Regions from separate parts of the Ovis aries genome. Here region 1 is linked to region 2. A link is a contact called in public Hi-C data. All regions are on one chromosome and are shown on one strand. Each heading gives the region's core, a stretch centred on a gene start, on an enhancer-like site or on the middle of the called end of the contact. The rest is flanking DNA. Distances are from core to core; before and after follow the strand shown.

The links. A called contact is a pair of places that touch in the nucleus more often than the background predicts.
Region 1: a contact with region 2 is called in a Hi-C map of liver, with 6 times the contacts expected there. The contact joins two enhancer-like sites. A contact is called at or near these places in 9 of 16 Hi-C or Micro-C datasets (blood, hypothalamus, liver and 3 more).

The regions. Positions count from the first base shown.
Region 1 is chr2:246,167,446-246,174,443 of ARS-UI_Ramb_v3.0, reverse strand. No RefSeq gene overlaps it. Among named protein-coding and RNA genes, the nearest start is that of PLA2G2C, 20 kb to the left of the region's middle. Within about 2 kb of position 1,418, at least 7 of the 54 cell types and tissues checked have an H3K27ac peak or open chromatin away from gene starts, as enhancers often do. A contact at or near this core is called in liver, where this site is marked.
Region 2 is chr2:245,851,025-245,858,453 of ARS-UI_Ramb_v3.0, reverse strand. No RefSeq gene overlaps it. Among named protein-coding and RNA genes, the nearest start is that of CAMK2N1, 8.1 kb to the left of the region's middle. Within about 2 kb of position 3,508, at least 8 of the 54 cell types and tissues checked have an H3K27ac peak or open chromatin away from gene starts, as enhancers often do. A contact at or near this core is called in liver, where this site is marked.

The DNA of each region.
Region 1 (6,998 bases), core at 169-2,668, 320 kb before region 2:
GGCTGGGCAATCTCTCAGTCGTCCTTCAGTTCTTCGGTTCTGCAGCCCGCAGGGGCTGGGTCTTTATTGCTCATAGCTGGAAATTTGGCTGAGAGTGAGAACTCCTGCCAAGCTGTAAGCATGAACAGGCTCCTTCCGGCAAAATGCTCAAAACTGAGGTTCAACTTCAACAACTACCACAGAGCCCTCTGACCCGGCCAGCTCTCCAGCCCAAATGGGCCTGCATTTCTGCACCACTTACACCTGGGGCCAGGTGAGCAAGTGAGGTGCGCAGACGGCCTGCCCGAGCTCCAGAACCTCTGGCACTTGGAAAACAAATCTTCTCTTGTTTAACCTGTGCCTAAACTGATGTTATGCCAGGAGAGGTGGTTATACGAGGGTGCTGTCCAAGTCAGATGACCTTTCCTCCTCCGGAAGGAGATCACAGAACTTGGAAATGTGCGGAGCAGACTTCATGCAGGACGATCTTACTGCACTGACCTGATCACTCTATTTCCCCTCCCCCTCCTCCAGCCACTGTTCAATCTCCATCCCACTAACCTGCTGTGTTGTTCAGTCTCTCAGTTATGTCTGACTCTGCGACCGCGTGGACTGCAGCACTCCAGGCTGCTCTGTCCATCACCAACTCCTGAAGTGTGCTCAAATTCATGTCCCAGAGTAAAGAATCCACCTGCAGTGCAGGAGACCTGGGTTCGATCCCTGGGTTGAGAAGATCCCCTGGAGAAGGAAATGGCAACCCACTCCAGTACTCTTGTCTGGGAAATCCAACGGACAGAGGAGCCTGGCGGGCTGCAGTCCACGGGGTCGCAAAGAGTTGGGCACGACTGAGCGACTAACACACTTTCACGTCCATTGCCATTCAACTATCTCATCCTCTGTCATCCCCTTCTCCTCCTGCCCTCAATCTTTCCCAGCATCACAGTCTTTCCAAGGAGGCAGCTGTTTGCATCAGGTGGCCAAAGTATTGAATCTTCAGCTTCAGCATCAGCCCTTCCAATGCATATTCAGGACTGATTTCCTTTAAGACTGACAGGTTTGATCTCTTTGCTGTTCAAGAGATTCTCAAAAGTCTCCTCCAGCACCACAATCTGAAAGCGTCAATTCTTTGGCACTCATCCTTCCATATGGTCCAACTCTCAGATCTGTACATGACTAGTGGAAAAACCATAGCTTTGACTATACAGACCTTTGTTGGCAAAGTGATTGAACTTGGGTCTCCTGCATTGAAGGCAGATTCTTTACCATCTGGGCCACCAGGAAGATCCCAACTTGCTTTTCTTTTTTTTTCTTTTACTTTCTGAAATTTTCTTATTTATGGATTTGCTTGTTAGCTGTTTTCCCAACCCCAGTATAAAGTTCACAAGGACTGGGAACTTGCCTGTTTGTACCCCTGGCACCCGCTGCCTGGCTGGTAAACATTTTGGGAAGAAGCGAACGCAAGCCCTACAGGCCAAGAGCACATGCCAGGCACACTGGGTTTGGGCTTCTTGAAAATGGCAACCTAAAGGTCCGTCATCCATGAGGCGGTGGAATCTTCAGCCTCCTGTGGTATCTTCTCTAGGCCAGGGCTGCTGCTTTACCCTCAAGCCACTGGAGGTAACCTGAAAGGTATCTAAGCTGTTGAGCAAAGTCAGTTCTTTGTGTGAGGAGGTCAGGCCACCCCGGCTCAACTCTCTGCCTCCCACCTGTGGCCAGGTCACCTGGGCAACATTTCGCCTCTCTGTGCTTCAGCTGCCAGTGTTTCTCGTTGGGGTGGTTTGTGTGCTTAGCTCCCAGGGTTGTGAGAATTGCCAGGTAACACACATGAAGCTCCTCTGGTGGCTCAGACGGTAAAGAGGCCGCCTGCAATGCAGGAGACCTGGATTGGACCCCTGGGTCAGGAAGATTCCCCGGAGGAGGGCACGGCAACCCACTCCAGTATTCCTGCCTGGAGAATCCCATGGGCAGAGGAGGCTGGCAGGCTACAGTTCATGGGGTCACAAAGAGTCAGACACGACTGAACGGCTAACACACACATTCACACAAAGCACCTAGAATTGAACGGGGCACACTGTCAACCACTCTTGTCAACAACTCTGCAAGGAACACAGATAGAAGTGCTGTGGCTGGTGCTCAAATGAGTCAGAGGCACCTGTGCAAGGCGCCTGTGCCCGATGGCACGTGGGCCTCCAAGGGCTCCCTGTCCCCCCGCCCTCCCCAGCATCTCGCCCTGGTCGGGCTTCCGGCCCTTCTCGGCCTCTGGTTACTCCACAGCGCCACCTGGTGTACTTCCTGGAAGAGCGCCTCATCCCATCCCAGACCGGTGTACACCCCACGAGGAAGTCAGCGGGCACACCAGGGCCACCTCCGCCCCTAACCCCCGGTCACAGACATGAGTGAGAGCTACAGAGCCCCTTGCCATGCAGCGTCTGAGCTTCTCCCTAAGCTGTAGAAAGAAGAGGAGAGGGGGCTGCACTTCGCCCCAGGGCATCCCACCCTCTGGCCTCAGCGTCTCCTTGTGCCACAACTGAGGACTCCCTCCCATGGGCGCCTGTGGGACCAGGGAGAATTTCTAGCTGACGCGAGGAAGCGGCAGGAGAGTGGGGCTCACTTGTTCTTAGTGTCTGCTGAGAACCCTGGTAGCCCAGCTGGTAAAGAATCCGCCTGCAATGCAGGAGACCCGGGTTGGATTCCTGGGTCAGGAAGATCCCCTGGAGCAGGGAATGGTAACCCACTCCAGCATTCTTGCCTGGAGGATCCCCATGAACAGAGGAGCCTGGCAGGCTACAGTTGGGGTCTCAGAGACCCCAACACAACTGAGCGACTAAGCACGGTACAAGAATCTCGTAGGCAGATTCTCATTGATCTTCAGGGTATTCCTCTGAGGCCAGCGTCATCTGCTCCCTTTCACAGATGGGGAAGTGGAGATCCAGAAAGGAGGTGTGACTGCCCAGCACTCGGGTGACTGATACTCAGTGACTAGGGCAGGTCATAGCAGGGAAAGGGGTGGGAGGATTGGGTGCAGCATCCAGTCTGTGTCAGCAAAGCCCAGGATGCCCTCACTCCCACCTCCAGTTGAGAACTCCTGCCGGAGTTCAGTGTGTATGTGTGTGTGTGTGTGTGTGTGTGTGTGTGTGTGTGTGTGTGTGTGTGTGCTCAGCCATGCCAGCTCTGTGTGACCCCAGGGACTGTAGCCTGCCAAGACCTTCTGTTTACGGGATTTCCCAGGCAAGACTACAGCAGTGGGTTGCCATTTCCTCCTCCAGGGGATCTTCCTAACCCAGGGATCGAACCTGTGTCTCTTATGTTCCCTGCATTGGCAGGCGGGTTCTTTAACCACTCTTTAGCTACCCGGGAAGCCACCGCAGCTCAGAGCACATTGCGGTCCTAGGTCCCAGTGATTCTCTGTGTCGTTATCTCAGAAACGATGAGACCTTTTAATGGCATTTAATATCCTCTAATCTTCCATTACACAATTCTCATGCCTAGGACAATATTTGGGGTAAACGTTTACCCTAAGTTCTCCTAAGGAGGCTGAAACGGAAAGTGTGTGACGTTTCTCAAGGCCAGGCTGCACTCTTCAGAGATACCCAAGCCCCGCACAGAAGTTGGGGGTTGGGGGGCAGGGGCTGGCCCTTGAATAACAGGAAACATCTTGGCCTTCACCAGGCAGGAGGCTCCTGGTGGTCAAGGAACCACCAGGAACGAACTTCTGCTTGAGAATGTCAGAGGAGACACGTAGATGGCGCTCACCTTGCAGCTGAGTTTTAAATGATGAAACAGGAGGTTCCAGGCAGAGAAGAGCGGGTAGGGGACAGCCTGCCAGGCAGTGGGATGGGTTTGGAGCCAGGAAGGGCCTGCCCTGCGTGAATGATGCGTGCAGAGGACCCGGGCTGTGTCTTTCTTGGGGGATGTTATGTGGGGTGATTGTCAAGGGGCCCTGACAGCCATGTGCACTTGACCACTTGACCCTTGGAGGTCAAAGGGGAGCCTGCAGAGGTTTTCAGAGAGGAGCGTGCATGTGGGCATGCTCAGTCGCTTCGGTCGTATCTGACTCTGTGTGACCCCAGCCTGGGTCCCCTGCACTCATCATCACGCAGGGCAGGCCCTTCCTGGCTCCAAACTCACCACACTGCCTGGCAGGCTGTCCCCTACCCCTCCTCCCGTAGCCCGCCAGTCTCCTCCGCCCATGGGGTTCTGTAGGCGAGAATTCTAGAGGAGGTTGCTGTGCCCTCCTCCAGGGGGTCTCCCTGACGCAGGGATCTAAACCATGTCTCCTGCATTGTAGCCGGATTCTTTACTGCTGAGCCGCCAAGGAATCCCCAAAGAGGAGCGTTCAGTTCAGTTCAGTTCAGTTCAGTCGTTCAGTTGTGTCCGACTCTTTGTGACCCCATGAACCACAGCATGCCAGGCCTCCCTGTCCATCACCAATTCCCGGAGTTTACTCAAACTCACGTCCATTGCGTCGGTGACGCCATCCAGCCATCTCATCCTCTATCATCCTCTTCTCCTCCTGCCTTCGATCTTTCCCAGCATCAGAGTCTTTTCCAATGAGTCAGCTCTTCACATCAAAGAAGAGTGTTTCATGACTCAAATCAGAAGTTGATTCTAGACAGGCCTCTTGGTGGCTGCGTGAAGGGTGGAGGAGGGTGAGACGGGGAGGTCTACTTGGAAGGCCTGAGCTAAGGCTGTTGCCACATAGAGTGGGTTGGCTCCCAGCACCCGGCAGTCGACGAGCCCCTTCACAGAGGACAACGGGGGCTCTTTTCTATTAACCATGCTGGTGGGCCAGCAATGCTGCCTGAGGGCAACCTGGACCCCCAGGGTGCTCGGAGGAGGGCCAGGTTGCCATGAAATAGACCCCAGCAGGCAGCCCACCACCCTGCAGGCTGGGCTTCGTCCAGCACCATCGCTGCAGTCAGCCTGGCCCCTGACACACCAGGCTGAGGCGGCTGGGGCCCTCTGCGGGAGCCGTGGGCAGCCGCCCTCCCTGGCCCCTCCTGAGAGGGGCCACAGAGAGGGACACATCGCCTCCCTAAATGAGGATGTCATGAATCTCCTAGACAACAAACACCCTAGTCACTGGCAGCGTGCCAGGCTCTCAGGTGCAAGCTTTGTGCAGAGTCTCTCTTTCAACCTCACGACAACCCCAGAGGGGTGGCTCCAGAAGAGTCAGCGAACGCCAGCATGACAGGAGGGTCCTTGCCGAGAAGAGGGAAACAGTTTGGAATCATCTGAACCCAGAAATCCCAAACTAGCAGCTCTTTGATGTCCAGGGTACATCATCAGAAGCCTCTTCCTTCCTCCTCACCCCTCTCATCCTCTCCACACCCCTCTCATCCTCTCCACATCCCACCAGAAATCGGGGCTATTTTTAAGGCCCCTGGTGAACGCTTTCTGTCTATCAAACTGTCTGCTGAAAACCTATGGCACTTTTCCTTTTACGTTCTGCAGTGCTGGGTGGGGTAGCCTTTCCCTGAGAATGTTTCGCTTCTGCCCGACCTGGGCCATGGCTCTGAGCTTTAATGAGGTGGTCTGCGGCTTTTCCAGTGTGCCCATTAGTTACACTTCTCAATTCTTGGTTTTAAAAAGACATTAGATTCCTACAGGCACATAACGAATTGCTTCGCCCCTAACAATCTCACCCCTATGTAACAAGCCCCTGGAGAGGGGCTGGGGGGTGAATGGTCTCGTCGGAGAGTTTACTGCACGGAGCAGTGTTGGAGGACGCCGGTGTGAGCTACAGCTGGTCCAGCTGCTCAGAGATGAGTCCAAGCAGGATTCCAGTGTGATTCTCTCAGGAAGACAGCTCAGCTGGCAAAGAGAACCAGAATCAGGATTCCAGACAACTGTATTGGCAAATTTCCTCCTGCGCCATTTCAAGGGAGGCTTCAGGATTAGCTGTTGACAGGTGCTTTTCAGGGATGGAGGTTTGTGTTGCTAAGTTGAGGATGACGGTTCTTTGTTCTTCAATGAAAAGGCCAGCAGAAGATCAGAGCCTCACTAGGGCTGTTTGCCAGAGATTGTCCGGAGCCATGCCTGAGAAGGGGAGAAGGGGAAGGTCTTGGGGTTTGGTCAACACTTCCTCGTAAGTCAGAAGCCAGAGCGTGGCAGAGAGGAAAACAGCCTCCGGCGTCACTGCAGCAGAGGGGGGACCAGGGAGCAGAGCCTCCGAAGCTCCTAGCACATGGTAACTGTCGCTTCCCTGGGAAACCTGGGATGCTTAGGGGATCCGGTTTCGCTCTGCTCTTATTGAAGCAGAGTCGGGAACTGCCTGGAAAAACGCCCACCAGGGTTCTGTGGCCCTGGCCTATCGAGAAATGTGCCGGGACGGCCCCTCTGAGTTACTAATAAACCTAAAGAGTTTCCCGAATAAGGTGGGACGAGACCACAGACACACGCTTTCATGAGTCCCACTGCTGAACTGACCCGGGCGATCAGGAGACACCCCACACGCTACGGGGTGATGCAAAGACTCCAGCCTCAGCAGGAGACCCCACACCTCCGGGCTTGACTGTCACATAGCAGCCCAGAGCCTTTTTTTTTTTTAAAGGGGGGCTTCCCTGGTGGCTCAGGGGTATAGAATCTGCCTGCCAGTGCAGCAGACAGAAGTTCGATCCCTGATCCAGGAAGATCCCCTGGAGGAGGAAGCAGCCACCCACTCCAGTGTTCTCGCCTGGGCCATTCCATGGACGGAGGAGCCTGGTGGGCTGCAGGCCATGACGGAGAGAGAACAGCACCGACAACAAACAGCTGGCTCACATGTATTGTCAGCCTCCAGTGAACGGCAGACTGGACCGGCCACATGTGTGCATATGCATATGTTCGCTTTCTAAGAAAAGGGTTCTCTCCCCATACAGGCCATTAGAGGGCACTGAGTAGAGCTCCCTGTGCTATCCAGCAGGCTCTTTAGTTACCTGTTTTATGTGTAGCAGTGAGTGTACGTCAATCCCAATTTACCCCTCCCTCTCCCTTGTTCCCTGGTGACCATAAGGTTGTTTTCTACAGCTGTGACTCTG
Region 2 (7,429 bases), core at 2,259-4,758:
GTGGGCTGCCATCTATGGAGTCTCTCAGAGTCTGACACGACTGAAGCGACGTAGCAGCAGCAGCAGCCTACTGGGGGTGGCTCAGACCTAGACTCAAGCAACAACCCAGGAAGAGCTGACTCACCTTTCCTTCATTCAGCAAATACCTGCAGAGGACTTTCGTGACAGCCACAGTTCTTCCCTGCAAAAACTCAGAGGAGTGGCTTCTTCGCTTTGCCTTATTTAATCACCAAGACCCTTTCTTCAGATAAAATCTTACAGGAAACCTCAGTAAATACAAAGTAGATAAAGGGCAAGCTGCTGGGGAGCTAGGGGCTCAGGACCCCACCTTTTAGGTGGGATCCTCCCCAGAGGGTCTCCAAAGAGTGCCCAGAGTTCTAGAAAGCTCTGCACGAAACTGCCTCTAGAGTTCGTCTGGTCCCACCACCTCCATCACAGGCGGGGGAGTGGGGGCCCACGGTGGGGACTGGACTCCTGCCCTGGGTCTCACACCCCTGCACATCACTGCAGCTCAGAACGGTATCTGGAGGGGACCTCCGGCCACACACACAATCAGTCACAAAATAAGAGGGTTCTTTGCAACAACAAAGTCTGCTGTGTTCCTTTAGAATAAAAAGATCAGAGGGCAATTTTTAAAAAGATTTTATTATACCAACGACCCGGCAAAGTGAGAGTCCCACGGGCTCTTCAGAATGTCAGAAACAGTGAGGACAGGTGAGGGCAGCCAAAGAGCCCAGTTTCACCAGGAGATGGTGGGTGTGGGGTGAGGGGTGGATCACTGGTGCCCTGCCTGCACTCTCCCTGCTCAGCCACTGCACACCCTCACGCAGAGGGTGGGAGGGACGGGGGGGAGGGGGTGGGGGGGGGGGGGGGGGGGGGGGGGGGGGGGGGGGGGGGGGGGGGGGGGGGGGGGGTCCTCGGACCTCTGAGAGACCAGCCCAGAACCAGCAGGCGGGAGTCGCTGGGGCTCCGCGTCACCCTGGGGGACAGTTGCCTCGCTCAGGCCCAGGCCAGGAGGAGAGCTGTGGCCGTGTCTGCGTGACCCTGAGCGTTGCAGACAAGCCCAGGGATGACCGTAGCCTAGCGGACAGACGGTGGGGATTCAGGAGGCTGGCATCCGTGGTCTGGCTTCAGCACCTGGGCTCTGAATATCTAACCAGGCTCCTGAGAGGCCTGAAGTCTGACTCAAGAACCCCTGACCTCATCAGTGGATGAGCTGAGTAAACCATGACCACTAACGGGGACTAAGGAGGAGCTGACCCCATTGCGTTCAGAAAGGGTAGGCCCCTGACCACAACTCCATCTCTGGGAAGAGCTTCCCACACCCCGGGAACACATATCCACACTCAGTAACCACACAAGAAGTTGAGTGAGGAGCCCAAAGCAGTACACCCGGTCCTGGAGAGGCGGCAGGTCTGAGTCCGGGCCAGCCTCTCAAACGTTGGGTGATACTGCCTCCCTGTGGACACCTGGGAGTCAGGCAACCCAGGAAAAGCCTCTTCTAGTCTCACTTCGTCCCACCCACGACCGACCGAGGGGATAGAGGTTATGGTCCAAACCTCTTGCACACGGAGGTCAGCCCTGTGGGGGGTCAGCTCCGGGAAGAACCGTGTGACCGTGGCCTCTGAGCCCAGACTCCCAGCAAGGGCACAGGCCGCTCTGGCCTCTCGGGTCCCACACGGTTACTCGGGCACGTCCCCATCCAGCAGATGCAAGGTCGTTTGGTGTCCATGACAATCTGGAAGGTCGGCAGGACAGACAGGGATCTTGGTCCACTGCACAGTGGGAAGGAGTCAGCCCCAAACGAGGAAGGTGAGCTGCCCAGCTGGAACCAGAGCCTGGGCCGAGAGCCCAGGCCTCCCAACAACCAGCTCAGAGCTCTGTCCGCTGGACCTGGTGATGAGCAAGTGAAATGAGGGGAAATCAGCAGCTCAGCCCCAGCTCCACCCCTTCTTACCTGCACAGCCTTCCAGCGGTCACTTTGCTGTCTGAGCCAGATTTCCTCTCAGTGGTACAGTGGGGGTAACCAGATAAGCCTCAAGGGGATACTGAGGATCAGGTGAGGTGCTGACTGGGTCTCTAGGAGGAGACCTAGCAGGACAGCTGGCCAGCAGTCAGCTCCACGCGGTAAGTCCCACCACCTGGAGCCCTCCAGGGCCTGCGAGGGTGGAGAGAAGGGCTTTCTCTTCCTAGGAACTCCTTGGGTAGGAGGAAGGGCAGCAGCTGGAGAAGCCAGGGCCTGGACACAGAGGCCCTCCCTACCCTGCCCTGCCAGACCCTGGGCATCCAGAAGAGGAGAGACGGGTCTGGGAGGGGAGGTGCCTGGTGCAGGTGAGAAAGATGCGAACAGAGACAGACTCACAGAAGCAGATGGAATCCAACAGAAGCAGAGAGACTAAAAAAGCCCAGAGAGGAAGACAGATCCACGGGAAGAGGAAGAAACTCGTTCACACACTCAAAGACAAGAGGCAACAGGGTAGACGAGAGGCGGGCCTGTCAAGCACAGTCGCTGACAGTTCTATCTCTTTGCAGAGGAGGAGACAGAGAAACTTGATACCTAGGCAAGAGGGCAGAAGGCAGAGACAGGACAGAGGAGAGGATGGCAAGGGAGCAGGCCAGGCTGGGAGAAGCAGGATTTCTCCACTGAGAAAAAGCTTCTGGGGAGAAAAATCAAAATCTATGCCATGCAAATTTTTTCAGCATCCCTTACCAGTGTGAAGTCATCTGGGTATTTTAAGAACATGTGATGCATTATGCACGTCTTATTTTTTTGTTGAAAGAAATCATGGTTAGTATATTTAAAGATGTGAATGCCGGGAAAATTATAGGGAGGGAAATGTGGGGTTTTTTCCCCCCTGAATTTTCTGGGATTCTCAGTATTTTCACATCTGCACCCGGCTTCCCGGTGTGTTGGGCAGACAAAGGAACTAGAGAGAACATTCCTGCTCGTCCCCTTCCCAGCCTGTGCCCAGCTGCGTCTGGTGTCAGCAGCCCCAGGTCCTTCTCAGGCTCTGTCCTCAGGCCTCTTCTCCAGCCCCCAGGAAAAGGGAAACTTGAACCCGCCTTTGGAAGCGCCACCTCAGCGTCGCCTGCAAGGCCGCTGGCAGCCGCAACCATAGGAGCACAGCGCCACCTGGGGGCCATGGTGGAAATCAAAGCAAGAGAGGAATCCCATCACAAGCCCTGGGGCAGCGAAGGGCAGGAAGAAATGCATATTATGCGCCAACGTACCGCAAACACGAATGAAGCCCCATCTGATGAAACATCTTAAATACTAGGGAAGGCCGTCGGGGGGTGGGAGGCCTGACGTTATGGCCATGTGGACATTTATATTGGTGTGTACCCCTGTCTCCAGCCTGGAGACCATTCAGGTTCAAGATACAAGGTGTCTGGTGCGCTAGGTGCTTAATAAGACTTCAGCTGAGGCCCTCCAGGGTCACAGCCCAATCCAAGAGGACTCTGGAGTTGAGTCACCGAAGGTGAGGCCACGGCTCCGGCGGGAGCAAAGGGTAAATGTCAAGAGCAGAGGGCCCTCCCCCAGGCCGGGGCAGCTCCTGGGACCGGTGCCAGTGTCCCTGGCTTGGCCCCATGTGACCCACGCTTGCAGAAGGGAAATGCCAGGTCCCTCGGCTGGCATCTGAAAGACAATAAGGCAGCAGCTGCGAGCGAAATGACTAATGAGCACTCTGGGGAGCAATTCAGGACACTGCACACGGAAACTTATCTCATTCAAAATTGATCAGCTATCACTCTCTAATTAGGGAGAAAATGTGCTGATCTCCCCGGCTTTCCGGGAACGTGGTCCTGGGGCTGCGGCAGGCAGCTCTGCTGAAGAGGGCCCTCAGGCCTCAGACAGCAGCCCTGAGAAGGGCTTTGAAACTGTCACCCTGCAGCCTCGCTCATCCACTTGCTGTGTCCCAGACAGGCCAAATAGCAGAACTGGATGGAGCCTTGGAGAGCTAATCCAGCCTGCTCCTTTTACAGACACAGCTGAAGCTCAGAGAGGTTACACCACTCCATCGAGATCACACAGCAACAGAACCCGAGAGGAAGTCAGCTCCCAGCCCAGACCATTTGCCACCAGGCAGTGATGCCGGCCCGACTTCTCCTGTGTGGAGCCCCGGAAGCTCTGGGCAGCTCATCGTACATGGTGTTCTCACGTAATGCATTGCAGCTCCAGGCACTGAGAGGCCCCTGCCCTTGTTCTTTACAATCAGGCCATTACCCTCACCTCTGGTCCAAAAACCAACTCCCACAGGCAGCTTTCCAGGATTATGGGCCCACATCCATCATCTCATTCACCAGTTTACTCATTCATTCCATGTACATTCAGCAGTTAAGAGCTGGGGTTCTGAAGTCAAAGTGCCTGGGCTTAAATCCTGTCTTTCCTGGGTGCTTGAGTGAGACACTTGACCTCTCTGAGCCTTGATTTCCTTTTGTTTAAAGTAAGAATAATACAAACACATAGCTCACAGTGAAGATGAAGTGACATTAATCATGTCCATTCCTTTGCAGGCCCTTAGCAAAGAGTAAGCCCTAATGTGAGCTCTAATTAGTGTAGAGTGACAGCCTAAAAAAATGGTGCTGGAGCAGAAATAAGACACAGTTCCTGCCCAAGCGTGGGCAAGATGGCTCAGAGAAAGAACAGGGGACTGGATAATGGACTTCAGAGGAAGGGCACCTAACTCCACCTAAGTGGGGAGGGTCAGGGGAGGTTTTCTGAAGGGAAAACCTAAGGCTGAGTTTTAAAGGGTGAGGAGGTGAAGAAAGCAAGCACCTAACACAGCAAGGTGAAGAAAGGACCAGAATGCCAGGGGCAAGACTCAGCAATAGCAGAGGCCAGGAGGCAGGAACAGCAAGCGCGCTTAATGACGCTCAGAGGCTCGGTGTGGCTGGAGCCACAGGTGAGAGACAGACGGACGGGGAAAGGCCTGGAGGGACGGCCAGGGGCTGGCTCACACACCTCCATGTGCCTTAGAGGACCCAGAGCTTAAGCCTGGAGGAGACAGGGAGCCTGGGGACCTTCCAGGCTCTGCTTCTCCTCAAGCAGAGAAGGCACGTGGTCAGACTGGTGTTTCTAATAGATCATTCTCAGCTCTGTGGGATGGATGTTCTCTGCTTGGCTCCCCTTCAGCAAAGATACCCTACCCTTGGTGGCTTTATTTTGAACTGTCAGGGCATCTGCTCTAACCAGGCCAATCTCAAAGGCCCTGCCAGCTACATTCTGTGAACCAAAAATGCTCCAACAGCCATCACCCATCCATCTGTAGGGCTTATTCATTTTCAAACAATCAGGCCACTTTAAAAGACAACGCTGAGTGCTTTGAGGGCAGAAACTGCGCCATATTCATTTCTGAATTCCCAGGCACAGAATACATATTTAGCTGATGTTTGGGGGATGAATAAATGCCCACCAAGGATACCAAAACTTGAGAGCTCTTCCTCTGAGCAGCCCCAAGGCCCTTCGTGCTCATCCACATCAGATCTGTCCACATCCAGGCTAGGACCAGGGTTGCAAACGGTGTCAGAGTTCACCCTAGTTTGTCATGATGCTTGCTGTTTGAATTTTCCATCGTAATTCTGAATGAACTAGGATTTCGAGGACCTGCCTTCTGGCTCCTCCTCCATCAGGATAAGCCTCAAACTGCTCTCTGTAAAACCAGGGGTGACTGGTGATTCTCAGGGTGCTAACAGGCTTCAAAAACACTGTGCGTAACATTCACTTCTCTCTTGGACAGTTTTCCTTCTTAGCCTGTCAGGTTCAATGCGATTTAAAGGGAAAGGGCTTTATGCTCAGACTTTGATAGCTTTGAGCAAATCACATAAGCTGCAAAAAGGGGTGATATAGCCTCCACTTCCAGTTCACTCTAAATCTAAAAAACACACCTGATACCAGGAGAGCCCAACACTACCAGGTTGGTGATGATGTGTGGCCATCAGTAAACTGTAACCCCACCAGGAAGTTCTCATTGGTACAACGGGGTGAACAATGCTCACTTTGTTGGACTGTGAGCATCTACCCGTATCAAGTACCTCGCAAAGAATTTCAAAACACCAGGAGCAATTATTCAAGACCATCCTGGCTGAATGCTGTCTGGGGCGGATTCAAGTGGCTGAGCCTAAGGGTTGAATTGAAATTCACCACAATCCCATGGTTAGTCCCCCACCACCAGCTTGCATGGACTTCCTTGATAGCTCAGTTGGTAAAGAATCTGCCTGCAATGCAGGAGAGCCCAGTTCAATTTCTGGGTCAGGAAGATCATCTAGAGAAGGGATAGGTTACCCACTCCCATATTCTTGGGCTTCCCTGGTGGCTCAACTGGTAAAGAATCCGCTGCAATGCAGGAGACCTGGGTTTGATCCCTGGGTTGGGAAGATCCCCTGGCGAAGGGAAAGTCTACTCACTCCAGGATTCTGGCCTGGAGAATTCCATGGACTGTATAGCCCATGGGGTCACAAAGAGTCGGACACCACTCAGCGACCTTCACGTTCACTCTTTCACCGGCTTCCATCCCACAGATCAGTCTAAGCCCCTTCAAGCCTGCTGGAAAGGAGCTCCTTAAACCAAAGGCGGGGACTTGCGTGGGTGACGGAGAGCATGGGGCAGTCTCAGCCCAGCCAGGCTAGGACCTCGCGTGGACCTCAGGTCTGGAGTCTGGGTGCGTGTGAGCTCATGTTCCCAATCAGCTGTCACCTAGAGGCTGCTCCTGTGCCTCTCACTATGGGCACCTTAACTCCCTTGGAGGAGCCTTCGAGACAGAAGAATTGGTCTGCCCAGGGTATGAGTCGGTCTGGGGAAAAGGGCAGGCTGCCTTCTCTGCTTTTCATTCACTTGATCAGATTTACTCATGAAATCCACGCCGAGGGCTGAGCGCTTCATAGATTTAACACAAACCCTCCTCCCCCACTCACCCCTACACACGGCAGTTCACTCATCCTCATAACCTGGGCTCTCTTTCAAAGCGCCTGCTAAAGGGACACAGAACAGCAGATGCTTTTGAGATGCGCCAAGGTCAGCCCCACCAGTCCCCCTCCCATCCTGCCACCCCAGCCCAACGCATCTATATAAAGCCAGGGCCGTAACACCTCCCCGGCCAGGACTCACTGGGCATGTGGGCTGTCACCAATGGGCCTCCTCCCCGAGAGCATGGTCTCCTCCACTAACACAGGGAACATCATCTTGTGGGGCGTCCTTACGAGCACCAAGGGAACTGCCCCACCGCTGGTGAGCAGGAGGGTCAGGAGCCTGAACAGCTTGGAGTTTCAATGTAGACCACCCGCCTCACGAGTTGTATGCTTTTGACCCAGGGAACATGCCCCCTCGGGACTGGCTTCTTTGCTTGTAGGATGAGATGCCGTGCGAGCCCGCAGGGCCTTGTGAGAATTAACTCACCTTGAAATTCAGGTCGGAAGGAGCACCGCGTACATC